Linked DNA regions of Mus musculus: region 1 is linked to region 2. The links are chromatin contacts, called in public promoter capture Hi-C maps. All regions are on one chromosome and are shown on one strand. The core of a region is the stretch at or near the end of the contact, and the rest is flanking DNA. Distances in the headings are between cores, read along the strand shown.

The links. Promoter capture Hi-C pulls out the DNA fragments that hold promoters and counts their contacts.
Region 1: a promoter capture Hi-C map of neutrophils shows a contact between it and region 2, with 4 times the contacts expected there. The contact joins the promoter of Prepl here to the promoter of Cox7a2l in region 2.

Annotation. Positions count from the first base shown.
Region 1 is chr17:85,088,926-85,091,625 of GRCm38.p6, reverse strand. It overlaps Prepl (prolyl endopeptidase-like), which reads left to right and starts at 1,359. Exons shown (of 15, transcript NM_001163622.1): 1 at 1,359-1,520. It overlaps Camkmt (calmodulin-lysine N-methyltransferase), which reads right to left and starts at 1,000. Exons shown (of 11, transcript NM_028576.3): 1 at 763-1,000. The coding sequence starts at 900.
Region 2 is chr17:83,512,979-83,515,678 of GRCm38.p6, reverse strand. It overlaps Cox7a2l (cytochrome c oxidase subunit 7A2 like), which reads left to right and starts at 1,346. Exons shown (of 3, transcript NM_009187.3): 1 at 1,346-1,475. The coding sequence starts at 1,404.

The sequences.
Region 1 (2,700 bases), core at 110-2,609, 1.6 Mb before region 2:
GTACACAACCGTAAACCACTCAGGTTTTATCAAGAGACTACCAGGTGGTTCACAGACATTGCATGACATACGACATGTGGTTGTTAAAAAGCAATAACTAAGTAAAATAACAGACTAAGGACTCATTGCCCCCCGGCCACTGTCTTAGTTACTTTCCTATTGCTGTGAGGAGTCACAATGACTAAGAAAACTTATAAACACAGCAGCCTTCACTGGAGCGGTTTGGAAGACTGAAGTATCTGGATTCGTTGCTAAACCTTGGGCAGCGAGTATCCCAATAATGACTCCAAACTTAGTTTCACGTGGCGGGAAAAGGAGCAAGCAGTAGGTTTCCCTCTCTCCCTTTACTCTCCCATATACAAAACCAGGAAACGCGTGCAGAATCCCCATCCCATTAGTGAACCTCACGGATCTCCAGAGATGTGGGACCAAAAAGTGCACCCAGGTGACCAGGCTGGGAGTTAAGAAGCAAAAAATAAAATAAGGATGGAAAGGGGGCGGGAAAGAAGAGCAGCACACGGAGAAGACAGGCGGTCCCACCCACCAGACAGGCGAGCACAAGGATTTTCTGAGTTTCTGAGAGCTCGCTCTGGCTGTCCCGCTCTCCAGCCCCGCCAGAGTCTCTCCCATTTTTGGTGGGACAGCGGGACAGCGGAGATGAAGGAGCAAGGGGGCGCTTCTCGCTTGGCTCCCGACAAACGGGCTGCCTGCTACCTGCGAGGGGAGTGGCCACAGGCAGGGCAGGCGAGCGCTCGCCCTTACCTGTCGCAGAAGCTGCCACCGGACGGCCCCCTTGGGCGCCGAGACCAGCGAGCCCTGGCTGGCACTGCCCATCGCGGGACGCTTGCCCGCCTCTGCCTCAGTCTCTGCAGCCCCAGCGGCCGCGACCTGCGACTCCATCTCCAGAGCTGACTGGACCCGGAGGTTGCGTCCGCCACGGCTCTCCCCAGTCAGGACCTGCCAACTTCTTCCCTGTCAGGACCTGTGACGCCCGGCCTCTGGCCCACAGCTCTTCCGTGCACCCTCCCCGAATTCCGCATTTCCGGTATTAGCGTCTCCTTGGCAACCAAAGCAGCGGCGTCGCTTCATTGCACCACTTTTTCTGGTGGCCATCTTAAGTGAGGGCGAGCCGGAGTGGGAGGGGACTGTGGAATAGCTGCAGACAGGGCTTTCCTCGCTGTTTTCTTTTTTTCCTCACTTTGTCTCTTGCTCGCCGGAATACCAGAAAACCGAAATACAGTTGTCTCCTAAGATGAGTGAGTTCAGGAAGAGAAAAAGCCCACCACTGGCCATAATAAAGATGGCGAAATGCGCTTCCCTATCGGTCTGGGTTGGTGTTACGTAGACCGGCGTGCTGCAAACTAGCTCTGGGCGGCGCGAGGTAGGTTGTCTTTCTTGCTGGGTGCTGGAGGCTGGCTTCGGCTGGACAAGGCTGAGGTGACTGCAGCTCCTTCTGGAGAGCTTCGGTTTCTCGTATTTGTCTTCTCTACCTTCGCTCGTCCAGCTGTCTTTCGATTTGCGTACGTATGGAAGGGTTGCTGATGGTTCCCCTTTCCTAATTCCTCTGCCCACCTTCCAGCCATTCCTCACTTCCCTGGTCCCTTTTTTGATCCCTGTCTCTTCTGTACGTTCTGACCCGTACCATTCCCTCACGTCCTGTGAATACGACGTGTTCGGGATGCACAGTTGCACCGGGAAACGAGGAGGTGCTCCGGGAGCACCCATTTGCTTACTTACCCCACCAGTCTCCCTATCCTCGCACAGGGTCTTCTCAATGCAGATGGTGGATGAATGGGTTGGAGCTATGGGGACAGACTAAGCGATTTAAAAGCATTTTTCTTCTAGGCTACTGCTCCACTGGCCCATTATTTTGCTGCGACATAAGAGATTAAGGGGGGGAGGGGGCGTCATAGCTGGTCGGATCTATGGCAAAACTGACGCAGTGTTTCTGTGCTACCAAGGAACGTGTTAGAGAAGATTTCTCTCATTTTACACTCAACAGTGTTTAGCATAGCTAAATTATCCCTATGCTAATAATATTAACGACCTTTTGTTGAATGGTTACTATGTGCCAGGTACTTGGACTAAGTTCTTAAAATAAATTGTTTGGTTTTGTTACAAAACTACAACCGCAGAGATTAAGTGCTATGGTTAATTTCTGTTCCACAAGTGAAAAAATTGAATCCAGATGCAGTTAGTGTACAAGGCCCAAGACCTAAACCTGGGTCTGTAGTTATGGAAGTTAAAATGATCTTTACCTTCCAGAAGAAACCAAAAATGACTCGACATTTTATTTGTGCATCTTACAGTTGTTTTTAATTCATTATCCTTTTATGGTGAAATCCAATTGCTCCTCTAGGAGGAGGAGCCAGTCAGTTGGGCGGTTCACTGAATCAGTGAGTTGGGGGAGTGTCTCCAGCTCCCCAGAGCCACAGTTGGGCCACCTGGACAATGACCAGCTCTAGCTCACTCATCGAGTGCACACGCAGCTTAAACTAGACAGCTAGGTGAAAACTATGTGGCGCCTCGCCTCACTCAACAACTAAGCATCCCCCTTTTATGTCATGGTTTAGGCTTTTTCTAATTTGTCTTTCACATCCCAATGATATGCCCAGAATTATGTAAGATAAAAGCCATCTTGCTTTTGAACCCCCTCTGAGTACCTGAGATTCCCATTAAGTTCATTTACTCATTTGCAAA
Region 2 (2,700 bases), core at 97-2,596:
AGTCGCTCCGTTCTTCTGTGCTGTAAAATAGAGATGGTCATAGTACCAATTCTCGGGTTGTGGGGGTTCAATGCATTTAGAGAAAATACTATGTTAAGCTTGGCATCATCAGCTATTCATTACCAACTTACATTTAAAATATAGTATGCATAAATCTATAATGTGTGTGCAAAAACCTCTGGTTAAATGATAGGACTAAAAACTTGTTCCTGGAGGTTAGGAAGCCGGCACACTCTGTTTATGCAGTATTCGACTCAGAGTGGAAGCTTAAGTCACACTGCATGGTGCGGCAGAGTATAACCATAACCAGGAAGCTGTAACTGCGCATCATTCAAGCAGAAGGTAGAGATTTCACAAGTGTTCCCAGTCACCTCCCCTGCATACGTTTATCTCAAAGAACAGGGCCTAGGAAGAGATGAGCAACCAAATGAATGCTGACAAAATCTCACTCTCAAAAGCGCAAGATGCACACACAGGTGCTTTAAGTTTACGTCTACACAAAGCCTATAGATTCTTCCCTCTTCTTCTCCCCTCTCTCTCTTTCCTTCTCCCCTCTTTCCTTCCCTCTTCTTCCCTCTTTTCTCCCTTCCCTCTCTTTCCTTTCTTCCCTCTCTCCCCTTCCTCTTTCTTTTCTCTCCTCCTTCCCTCTTTTCTTCCCTCTTTCCTCTCTCTCCCTCACCTCTTTTTCCTCTTCCCCTCTACCCCTTCTTTCCTTTCTTCCTCTCACCATCTCCCTCCTTGATCTCTCTTCTCTTTTCTCCCCTTTCCTCTTCTCTCTCCTATCTCCTTCTCTCCCACTCTCTTTCCTTTCCTGTCACTTTTCCCGGCATTGAGACAGGATTTTGCTTACAGGCGATGCACTCACGGCTCCAAAGAGCTGTTCTTGTCATAACTGAGGTGAAATTCCTAACAACCCTTGGTACATTAAGACCCCTCAACAGATACTAATAACCCTGAAATGGGGCGGGACCTGGGCCTGACGAGACCCCACCCACGTCCTGGGCCCGCCCCCGCTCTAGGCCCCGCCCAGAACTCGCTCTGACCGACTGTGTCGCTCTCAGCCGCCCTCTTTGTCCACAGGACGCTTGCGCACCTGTCAAGGCGCCTTGGCACTGCCCACATCCAAGTGAGTGGTACAGAGAAGCCTGAGTTTTCGGGAAGCCTGAACACAGCCTCTTTCCATGTCTTTTAGAGTTTGTTTTCGTTTCTAGGTCTTGAGAAAGCGCGGTTTTTTCCCCCCGACGTTGCGTAGGAGGCTATGTTTTAAGTCAGGCGTTCTCTAGACAGTCCGCATTTTGGATTAAGGTCCTTGCGCTGAGCTTTGGGCGGGCCTAAGGGGAAGCCGGGTCCTTTTCTAGGGCGGTCGCACAGGCAGCGGCGGTGCGAAGCGGGCCTCCGCCAACATGTACTACAAGTTTAGCAGTTTCACGCAGAAGTTGGCTGGAGCTTGGGCTTCGGAAGCCTACACCCCGCAGGTACACTTTTGCCGCGTCGCCTTGGGCCGGAGAACAGCAGCCCGAGGCAGGCAGTTGCGAGGTTCGAGCCGTGAAGGGTTTCTGCCGGCCGACCGGTCCGGCTTGCTGGTGTCCCCTGGTGTCCTTAACCACGCAGGCTTGGAGCGGTCGCCGAGGTTTCTGGGTGTGTGCTGCACCCTAGGCGAGGTTTGCATGGCACTGAACTCAGGTCTGATACCTTGCGGGGGTCAAGGTGACCCCTGGGGTGGTTGCTTGTTTAAGGTGGATTTCCCGTAGAATCTGTGAAGGATTGCAGAAGGTGACATAACTGTGTTTGGGTTTCTGCTCTCTCTGGTTGAGGTGGCCTTTGTGACTTCCTCTTGTTACTGGCCCTGTCACAGCCCAGAAAGCAGCTTTACCCAGCTACCAAATGGAAGACTGGGAGGGCGGATTTGAGAAGCTCGCTCATAAGGCATGGGAATATATATATGTGTATACATACATACATACATACATACTGGGGAAAGCATCGGAAGTGACACCCAACGAGGTTTATGCTTTTGCTAGTTTTAAAGTGGCAGACGGTGACCGTTGACTACTGGGCAATCTGACATTATCCAGGTTCCAGTTAGATCCTATCAATGGCGTTCCCATCTCCAATCTCAGTGTTGTGAAAATGTGGTATTTTAGAGTTCCACTTAATACTGGGTTAGTACTGAATTTAGCAGCCTTAATCTAGTGACCTTGACTGCCCCTTCTAATTCGGGGCAGCATTAACTTGGGTTAAATGTGATGTGTCGAGTGAGCAGATTTTCTGGCAGATGGTTGGTGCTGGATAAATGCTATATATTCTCCTGAACTGAATCACTGCTCAGCATAGTTCGAGAAGCCTTGGTGGGACACGAAGCTGAAAAACCTTGAATAGTAAGTGACCTGTATGGGCTGTAAAAGAGATTGTCATTACTGCCTCTTTTCTACCCCTATGGGACACTCCATCTTAAGGGACAGTGTTTAAGTATGATTTCATTACAAGAGTAGATGTGCTTTCAGGAGAGAGGAGGCCAAGAAGGGTCGTATGGGAGGTTGAGGAGGAAAAGTCTCAAGAGTGTTTAGGTGTTCAGTGTCTAGTGCTGTGTTGTGTCTGGTAGCTGCTGAGGTTTTATGAATGTGGTGCTTAACAGACATGGCTGCTAGTAGGCTCTTTGCTGCTGGAGAGATCATAAAAAGAGAGAGAGAGAGAGACACC